Regions from separate parts of the Zea mays genome. Here region 1 is linked to region 2. The links are chromatin contacts, called in public Hi-C maps. All regions are on one chromosome and are shown on one strand. Each heading gives the region's core, a stretch centred on a gene start, on an enhancer-like site or on the middle of the called end of the contact. The rest is flanking DNA. Distances are from core to core; before and after follow the strand shown. Region 1 holds the start of LOC103641794 (Putative RING zinc finger domain superfamily protein). Region 2 holds the start of LOC103641790 (sister chromatid cohesion 1 protein 2).

The links. A called contact is a pair of places that touch in the nucleus more often than the background predicts.
Region 1: a contact with region 2 is called in a Hi-C map of ear, with 4 times the contacts expected there. The contact joins the promoter of LOC103641794 here to the promoter of LOC103641790 in region 2. A contact is called at or near these places in 2 of 25 Hi-C or Micro-C datasets (ear and tassel).

The regions. Positions count from the first base shown.
Region 1 is chr10:129,573,532-129,578,592 of Zm-B73-REFERENCE-NAM-5.0, reverse strand. LOC103641794 (Putative RING zinc finger domain superfamily protein) reads right to left here and starts at 1,841. Exons shown (of 1, transcript XM_008665130.2): 1 at 657-1,841. The coding sequence starts at 1,696. The coding sequence ends at 1,205. LOC103641793 (ATP/GTP binding protein-like) reads right to left here. Exons shown (of 14, transcript XM_008665129.4): 10 at 5,049-5,061; 11 at 4,886-4,948; 12 at 4,734-4,781; 13 at 4,527-4,655; 14 at 3,975-4,448. The coding sequence ends at 4,401.
Region 2 is chr10:129,444,766-129,450,056 of Zm-B73-REFERENCE-NAM-5.0, reverse strand. It overlaps LOC103641790 (sister chromatid cohesion 1 protein 2), which reads left to right and starts at 3,261. Exons shown (of 15, transcript XM_020546059.3): 1 at 3,261-3,615; 2 at 4,268-4,736; 3 at 4,817-4,857; 4 at 5,048-5,094. The coding sequence starts at 3,489.

The DNA of each region.
Region 1 (5,061 bases), core at 592-3,091, 130 kb before region 2:
TGACGACGGAATCTGTCACGCCAATAAATAGCCAAACCAAACGACACCTAAGATTTACTACATAGATAAAAATAACCAACACTCGAAGCACTCATGGAAAGATTTACTACATAGTTAAATTGCAAAAATAGTCACAAATCTAGCTGCACCCATTAATTTGCATTCGCTAGTAGTGCTTGATAACTTAAAAAATACAGTCAATTTGCAACGGACATTACAACTTACCACTATTTTGCAATGTGCAAGTTACAGTAAGACGTGCATAGACAATCTTCAAGGTGAGATTTATGAATTTTTCCAAAAAAGGCTCTACTAGCTCAAATCAAATCCTAATTCACAAAGGGGAATGCTTGAAATTATAACTATATTTACTCGAAAAAACCAGTTAAAATGTAAAAACAAGATATATATGTTGTGTAGTTAATGTCACAGTGTAATAAGTTTTCGAATGCCCAATCAAAATGTTTGTATACTTATCCTACTTTTTATTCTTAATAGTTTCATCTTGAATACGGTTCACATTCACAGTTCAAATCAAAACCCAGTTCAGTGTTCAGACTATAAGCATGAAATAAGGCTTTCATCCAACATACTTTTTGGTTCAAAAAAAGGGCTATAACAGATGAAGCAACTGATGTCAAACACAATTGCAAGAAATTAGCAAACAATGCTGCGAACAAATACTATTTCACATTGCGACGGAAGTAATTGAAAGAGCAATGAACCAAGGATCTATCTTCTTCAGTTAGAACATTGTAACTGATTCAAGGGCTAACAAATCTTTGTTTCTTGGCATCAATGCAAGAAATTCAGTTCGTCACGGCTGAACAGCATTCTGGACAAAAAGAGCAGGAACGCTGCTAAGCTCGATGATTTCCAAGAAAGCGAATGCCAGAAACAACGAAAGAATCTTCCAAGAACTAATCCAGGCTATCAGGCAACTCGCACCGCCATACTATCCTTGATCAGTTCCAAAAAATGCAGAGACAGAAACGTCGAAAGAATCCTTCAAGGACAAGAACTGATGCAGAACGCCCCACAGGAATACAGGATGCGTCAACTCCGTCCCATCCAAGATTCCAAGCTCGATCACGCTTGTCTACTACAGTAGTGTTTCGTCGAACCAGTGCGACGGAAGCCGAAACTCCTCCGAGTCCTCCTCTTCTTCCTCACCCTCCTCCTCCTGCTCCTCATCCTCCTCCTCCTACAACATCAGCAACGATGGCGGTGGCCGCTTCCACGGCAGCACGGGATGGGGAATCCCGCGGCAGATTGGGCAGGACATCTCCTCTTTGAGAAGCCATTCGTCGAGGGTCTTCTGGCACTTGACGGTGGCGCCGTAGTGGAACATGTGGTTGCAGGAGAGCGTGCGGACCTTCTCACCGGGCTCCATACTGTCCTGGCACATGGCGAACGGGTCGTTCAGCTTCTGCCTCAGGGTGGTGACGCCGCCGAGCCTGAAGAGGAGCACCGGTCGCGAATGCCACCATGCCTTGACATGGGACGATGATGACGATAACGAGGACACAGCAAAGCCCCAGATGCTGGTGACGACATCGGCGAGAACGACGCCGCACGCGGCTAGAATGATGATGGCAAAGAAGACGGGGATGCTGAAGTAGACGACCATCTCGTCCTTCGCTCCTGTCTCTGACTCTTTATTGCGTCTTGCGTCGTCTTCTCTCGATTGCTCCATCTTGCTCTTGCGTTCTCGCTCTCGCTCTCCCACGTCGTTATTTGTAGGGAGGATGTCAGTTGAACTGCTGATAGGTCGGTTGGCTTGATCAGTTCGTTGCAAGGTGGGACCCGCGACTCGATTGCCAAAGGTCACGGATGAAAGTTGAAACTAGAAGAGCAGGGAGGGCGAGGGGGTTAGAATTTGGAAAATGGAAAGGACAATGGCTGGAGGACTCCCATGTTTTGTTTGCGAGATCATAAAGATAGTTCGATGTTTTAGACAGCATTACATAAAAATAAAACACTGTAGCAACTAGCAAGCCGTTCGCTACAGCTGAAAGCTGCTGTGGCTGCGGCATTTCCAGAGGAAGCTACAGTACTTGCAGCCGAACAATATCGTGTAGCAGTCCTAAACACCCTCTAATAATGTAGCTTCACCCAATCACCCATCCTGAATTTCTGCACACTTTGTTCGTGCTGTAGTAGCAAAAGAACTTTTCTGTATCCGGTTTTCTCATATTTAGACAATAGAACTGGGCCCTCCTAATGAATGCACACTGGGCCCTCCTTGAGCCTGTTCGTGGCTTCATGCAAACCGCGAGTCCTCGCCAACATCGCAGACTGTCGTCCTCGATGCCGCCGCCGCGCTGCTCACTACCCACCGCCGTAGTGAGAGCACCGGAGTGTGACTACTGGCTACCAGTACCAGCACGAGGCGGACAGCTCCCTGGGAGAATTGAGCGAGGTTTTTTTTTCCCTCAAATGAACAACAGCTAGCACAAGCCAGCTCCCTGGAAACGGCCACTTCTCTCGTCCGAGCAAGCCAGCTCCCCGGGAGGGTATTTTTGCGGCTAGGAAGCCGAACAGATTCGACGCGGTGGCCGCCTGGTCCGCGACGTTGCGCAGGGACACGAGCGGGTGCGGGTCGGCGAGGACGAGGCGGGCAACGGAGGGGAGCGGGAGGACGGCGGGGGACGCCGATTGGGAGGAGACGGGGGGAGGGAACTCGGGATTGGCGCCTGTGCCGAGGTAGAGCAGGTGATGAGTGGAGACGGCGGTAGGGACACCGTGCCGGGGACCCGGGGTACAGAAGAGTGGCGCGCCTCAGCCCGTCGGCGCGCAGGGAGGGAAAGCGCGACTGCGCGAGCGTGGGCTCACAGTCACAGTTATAGGTGTACATTTCGGGCCGTCCGGCCCGGCCCAAGCCCGAAAAAACTCGTATTGTTTGAATTTCGGGTCGATCCGACCCGTTTGAATTTCGGGCCGGGCCGGACCGGCCCATGGGCCTAGCCCTCGGCACACAGCCCGGTCCGTAATTGCTTAAACGTGCCGGGCTCATTTCGGGCGGCCCGAAATTATAAAAGTCCGAAATTCAATTTTTTGCCCGAAATTCACATTATGGCCCGAAATTCAATTTTTGACCCAAAATTCACATTAGAGCCCTAAATTCAAAATAATAATAAAACAAATAAAAGACAAGACAAATAAATTTGAATAAAATCAAACTTAATATTTATATTAAAGTTACCACAACTATGCAATGACTACCTCGTTTATAAATCATTTTGTTAGAAGGAAAAAGAGTATAATCAGCTCTATACAAAGTCCGTAAGTTCAATTTATTGTCTAATGTTCATAACAAAAGTAAAATTACATGACACACTCTAATTCAAAGCTACAAAAAACATCTAGCTAGCGTTATCTCTAGCTTTGTGTTCTTTATCAAGTATATGAAAGTGTGGAATGAAGTGTGGTTTTAATAAATATATGGGCCTTTTCGTGTCTCTATATGGGTCATTTCGTGTCTTCCTTAAACGGGTCGTGCTCGTGCCCGTCCATGGGCCGTGACCTCGGCCCAAACTCGGCCCGGCACTAAATTATTTTGGGTCGTGCCGTACCTGGGCCGTGCTTTTTTTCCGTGCTTCGGGCCGGCCCATCAAGCCCGGCCCAAATGTACACCTATAGTCACAGTACAGCGAACACAATACTGAAACCCAGATTTACTGCGTTTGAGTAGAATCCGATTTAAATTGCATATACTTCCACCATCCCACAAAGGATGTCTCCTTTAACTTTTCTTTAGTATGAAATTTAATCAGCTCGTCTTACTCAAAAAATTTAATAATTATCATTTATTTTTATTCTGATTTAGTTTATCATATAATTAAAATTAAACTATAAACTGATTTTTTTCTATATTTTTATAAATATTTTGAATAAGACGAGTCAGTCGAACTTATGCCAAAAAAGTCAAACAACATTCATTGTAGGGCAAAGGGAGTAGAAACCAATTTAAATTAGATCAAAAGACCGATTATTAATTGGAAAAAAACAAACAGGCCTAGAAGCCAGGTTATCCCATTGTTAACCAGTCTGAACCCTACTGTACCTGGTCGCTTCACCAGACAGATTACAGCATAATTCATAGCTTGCTCATAGCAGATGTTAAAAAAAGTCACAGCATAACCATCAGGGTGTGCAGTAACCATGATGACAAAGGAACAAATTGTTCCATCATGATTTGGTTAGTCTCAAAACTACCTTGAACCTTTCTGACTGTATGCACCGGACAGCGAAAGTCTGAGGGCAATTCTAGTACAGTACAGTACAACAGTAAGACCATCCAAAGATGTCACCAAACTTTTCTCCCCCGGGTTTCAAAATTTTTTTACACCAACTCAAATGACAAGCTCGTCCTCAAGCACGTGAGATCAGGAGAGCCTTTACTTCAGATAATGGGCATTCCTGTAGTATCTGTTGATGTACCTAGCCTGCAGAAAACAATGTACGAAGTTACATCTATTCAGCTATGTTTTAACTGAGGAATGCTTAACAGCAGCACTGCATACCTTTACATTGTTTACATCAGGCGTGTCTGGGGTTTTCACAGGATAAAATTTGTAAAATTTGATATTCTCGAATGCCTCTTTCATCGCAGGATCCATATCATCAATAGCTTTCTTCCTGGCTTCTTTAGCCTAAATAAGTTTGTGGAAACATTGAATACTAATGCAAATCTCTTGTGGATAAAATAAATAATTCCCATGATTGTGAACCTGTCTCAGCTCTCTCTTCCTTTCTCTAACCTTCTCCTTCAGGAACTCCTATCAGATAAACATGGCAGCAAAACTGTAAGCTTAAGACACAATTGTAACCAATTCCCGGAGATTAGCTTAGCCACAAATTAAGCACAAAATAAATGCAGCACCTTGAATTTTTCTTTCTCGCCCTCGGGCAGGCTACCTTCTTGGACTTTCTGATCTGCAAAATCCTGCATCGCAAGACAATAATTCAAGTCATTCAACACAGATGCACTTTCATGGGTAGCAACTTTAGCATATTGAGCAGAATAAAACACATTTAACACAAACCTCGTAATCATCC
Region 2 (5,291 bases), core at 2,012-4,511:
AGACGGAAGCGACCGAGCTCCCCCTCGATCGTTTCCCGCTTGGTGATCTTGGTGAGTCCATCACCCTCGTGCGCGGTCTTGAGTAGATCCCAAATCTCCTTCGCATTCTTCAACCCTTGCACCTTGTTATATTCCTCTCTACTTAGAGAGGCGAGGAGTATGGTTGTGGCTTGGGAGTTGAAGTGCTCGATTTGGGCTACTTCATCCTCATCATAGTTTTCATCCCCTACGGATGGTACCTGTGCACCAAACTCAACAACATCCCATATACTTTTGTGGAGCGAGGTTAGATGAAATCGCATTAAATCACTCCACCTAGCGTAATCTTCACCATCAAAAGTTGGTGGTTTGCCTAATGGGACGGAAAGTAAAGGTGTATGTTTAGAAATGCGAGGGTAGCATAGGGGAATCTTACTATACTTCTTACGCTCTTGACGCTTAGAAGTGACGGATGCCGCATCGGAGCCGGAGGTGGATGCCGATGAAGAACCGGTCTCGTAGTAGACCACCTTCCTCATCCTCTTTTTCTTGTCCCCACTCCGATGCGGCTTGTGGGAAGAGGATTTCTCCTTCTTCTCTTTGAGGTGTGAAGAAGATCTCTTCTCCTTCCCTTTGGAGGGGTCCTTCTTTTTCTCCTTCCTCTTGGTGCGGGACTCTTCCGATGAAGTTCTCCCGTGGCTCGTAGTGGGCTTTTCGCCGGTCTCCATCTCCTTCTTGGCGTGATCTCCCGACATCACTTCGAGCGGTTAGGCTCTAATGAAGCACCGGGCTCTGATACCAATTGATAGTCGCCTAGAGGGGGGGTGAATAGGGCGAAACTGAAATTTACAAATATAAACACAACTACAAGCCGGGTTAGCGTTAGAAATAAAAACGAGTCCACGAGTGAGGGTGCAAAACAAATCTCAAGCAAATAAGGAGTGTGACACAAGGATTTGTTTTACCGAGGTTCGGTTCTCGCAAACCTACTCCCCGTTGAGGTGGTCACAAAGACCGGGTCTCTTTCAACCCTTTCCCTCTCTCAAACGGTCCCTCCGACCGAGTGAGCTTCTCTTCTCAAATCAAAACCGGGAACAAAACTTCCCCGCAAGGGCCACCACACAATTGGTGCCTCTTGCCTTGATTACAATGGAGTTTTGATCACAAGAACAAGTGAGAAAGAAAAGAAGCAATCCAAGCGCAAGAGCTCAAATGAACACGGCAAATCTCTCTAGCTAATCACTAAAGCCTTGTGTGGAATTGGAGAGGATTTGATCTCTTTGGTGTGTCTAGAATTGAATGTCTAGCTCTTGTAAGTGGTTGAGAAGTGGAAAACTTGGATGCCATGAATGATGGGTGGTTGGGGGTCTTTATAGCCCCAACCACCAAACTAGCCGTTTGGTGGAGCTGTTTGTCGCATGGTGCACCGGACAGTCCGGTGCACACCGGACATGTCCGGTGCACCAGCCACGTCACCAAAGCCGTTGGGTTCTGACCGTTGGAGCTCTGTCTTCTGGGCCCGCCTGGATGTCCGGTGGGGCACCGAACATGTACTGTAGAGTGTCCGGTGCGCCAGCATGGGCGTGCCTGACTTCTGCGCGCGCTGGCGCGCATTTAATGCACTTGCAGGTAGCCGTTGGCGCCGAAGTAGCCGTTGCCCCACAGTTACACCGGACAGTCCGGTGTACACCGGACATGTCCGGTGAATTATAGCGGAGCAGCCGTTGTGAATTCCCGAGGCTGCCAAGTTCCAGAGCCGCGTCCTCTTGGAGCACCGGACACTGTCCGGTGTACACCGGATAGTCCGGTGAATTATAGCGCGCCGGCTCTGAAAATTCCTGAGGCTGAGGAGTTCAGCGCGAAGTCCACTGGTGCACCGGACACTCTCCGGTGGCACACCGGACAGTCCGGTGCGCCAGACCAGGGAGCCTTTCGGGATGCCTTTAGCTCTCTATTTTTAACCCAACATTGGTCTTTTTAATTGGCTTGTTGTGAACCTTTGGCACCTGTATAACTTATACATTAGAGCAAACTAGTTAGTCCAATTATTTGTGTTGGGCAATTCAACCACCAAAATTATTTAGGAACTAGGTGTAAGCCTAATTCCCTTTCAATCTCCCCCTTTTTGGTGATTGATGCCAACACAAACCAAAGCAAATATAGAAGTGCATAATTGAACTAGTTTGCATAATGTAAGTGCAAAGGTTGCTTGGAATTGAGCCAATATAAATACTTACAAGATATGCATGGATTGTTTCTTCATTTTTAACATTTTGGACCACGCTTGCACCACAGATTTTGTTTTTGCAAATTCTTTTGTAAATCCTTTTCAAAGTTCTTTTGAAATAGTCAAAGGTAAATGAATAAGATTTTACGAAGCATTTTCAAAATTTGAAATTTTCTCCCCCTGTTTCAAATGCTTTTCCTTTGACTAAACAAAACTCCCCCTAAAAGAGATCCTCCTCTTAGTGTTCAAGAGGGTTTTGATATATCATTTTTGAAATACTACTTTCTCCCCCTTTGAACACAATAAGATACCAATTTGAAATTTACCAATTGAAAATCTCCAATTTTAAAATTAGGTGGTGGTGCGGTCCTTTTGCTTTGGGCAAATATTTTCTCCCCTTTGGCATGAATCGCCAAAAACGGAGTCATTAGAGCCCTTGAAGTACTTTCTTCCCCTTTGGTCATGAATAAATAAGTGAAGATTGTACCAAAGACGAAATCCTTTTGCTTTGAACTCTCCCCAAAAAGATGGAGAGATGCGCGGAGCGACGGCGAAATATGAGTTACGGAGTGGAAGCCTTTGTCTTCGCCGAAGACTCCAATTCCTTTTCAATACACCTATGACTTGGTTTGAAATTGACTTGAAAAACACATTAGTCATAACATATGAAAGAGACATGATCAAAGGTATACAAATGAGCTATGTGTGCAATTTAGCAAAAGAAATTGCGCGAATCAAGAATATTGAGCTCATGCCTAAGTTTGTTAAAAGTTTGTTTATCAAGAGGCTTAGTAAAGATATCGGCTAATTGATCTTCAGTGCTATATCATGGGCTTTAAAGTATGTGGGGGTGTTCATATAAAATACTAGGGAGTAATAACACATATCCAAAACAGGTGTTCGCTCAAACAAAAATCCGATAAAAAAAAGAAAATAAACGAATAAATAATACCCAAAAATGTCTCCCAGAAATCCTCAAACCGAGGGGCAGTCACGTCACTTGCACACGCCCGAGAGCCGTTTAACTTCTCACAGTTGTCCCCCTCCTCGGCTCCTCCTTCCCCTCGAAGCCCTCCCTGTATTTTCGTCAGACAGACACTCGCACAGTCGCACTCCCCAGAAACCGTCCAAAAACCAGCAGCCGGCCCCGCCCCGCGCGCGGAGTGCTCGATCGCTCTGGTTTTCCACTCCCGGTGCCCGTTGGCGCAGCCTGAGGCCGCGGCGGCGGCGGCGGCGGCGCTCGGCGTTTCGCGCGAGCGGTGGTTACGAGGGAGGGGCCGAGATGGTCCACTCCAACGCCCTGCTGTGGAAGAAGGGACCGGTCCACACGGTGTGGAAGGCGTCGTTCTGCAAAGAGTCAGAGCTCAGCCGGGACAAGGTCGCGGGCACGGACATCGTCGCCTCCGTTGGTAACGACTCCGTGTCCACTCCCGCAATGCGAGAGAAACCGCCGTTTTTTTTCTCTCTCTCTGTCATTGGTTTGTTGGACCAGTTTGTGCAAGGGTAGGGGTTGGGCTATAGGGGAGTAATATGTGATGTTGGTTTGGAACAGTGGGAGAAGCGGGGAGAACCGGAGAAGGGAAGGGTTTATGCAGGGGTTTAGGTCTAAAAAAAGCCAGGGGAATCTGGTCTCAGAGAACATGGTCACGAGGGGACGAAGGCTCTTTCTGTGTTTGGTGGTTTTTCCTGATGTGTGGTGTTTGTGTAACTCGAAAAAAAAGCTATTTTACCACTCTCAACTGTCTTGGGTTGTATCTTTATAGACGGTTTTGTTGAGTGCAAGGTATAGGGGTTTTTGGTCAGAGAGGGTTTCTTTGACGTCATGTGCGCATAATCCCGACAATCGGGTGCACCATACAGACTTACTTACCATGTCGACCAGTTCACCCATCTGGCTGCCAACTTATAGCCTTGAATTGGATGGTGATCTGTACAAGTGTCGTATGATGTCAATATAAAGGGGGCAGCTTTCTTTTCATAAACCAAAATATCTTGTTCTCAGGAATCCTCCTAGTGGTTTTTTTTTTGTAACGCAAGCGCTTTTCATTTCACCATTGGCAGGCGAGATTATGTTGGATGTCCGCAGCCCCCATGGACTTCACCTTGCAGTACTGGCAAAGCTTCTGTTTGGAATTGTTAGGATATTCTCCAAGAAGATGGAGTTCCTCCTCCATGATTTCAATGAGCTTTCTCGGTCATTTCGACTAAGTCAACTTGCTGAACCTACTTTGCCAAGTGGAAGGTTGACACTCGGAGTTTTGAAGCAAGCGAATAAAGATGTCCGTGTAGGAAGGTTAGTGGTAGGCCAGCAAAACACCTGCAAAGTACAAAAAACTGTTCATGCTGTGAGAACAACTGAAGTCTCTAGTGCAATATCAAGTGAAGGCCACTCTGTAAGGGTAGAAACAGAAGTTACTCTAGGGATATCTGTGGTAATCAAAGAAACACGTTTGCCAGATGGTCTGCCAACCTTCACAATTCCAAGATCATTTGAGCTTGACTCTTTCAATTTGGGGATTGCTGAAGATATGTAAGAAATCCTGGTCGTATACTAGTCTCATTATTACATGGAACATGTTTCTTAGCTATACTTTCCACCTTTTATGGCAGAGATGATGAAGGTGATGACCACCATCAGTTGGCACACCAAGGTAACAATGTCACTACCATTTGCCTTTAGTTATACCCTTCTATTTTCGTCCATTTTGTTTCTTGGGATACTTCAATCAGACCTCTGCATTTTGGACCTAGCAATGCATATAATTAAAAAGTTACAAATATGTAGCCTGTTTCCTTTTGATTGCTAAACATTTTATACATCCCCTGCTTTGTTTTTTGTAGATATTTTATTGAGAGATGAGAGACATCATGCCCCCTATTTTTATGAGGTACGCAGCTCCCTCTTCTACAATCTGGATGGTCACATTGGCATGTGCATGCACCCATGATGCTAGTTTTTAATATATGCAGTTACAAATTAGTTTCATTGCTTTCATGAACTGTTTTGCAAAATAATTAGTTAATTGCAGTCGTTTCATCTTAGACATGTGCTACTCTTTGAATTAATATGCAATATTGCTGGCTT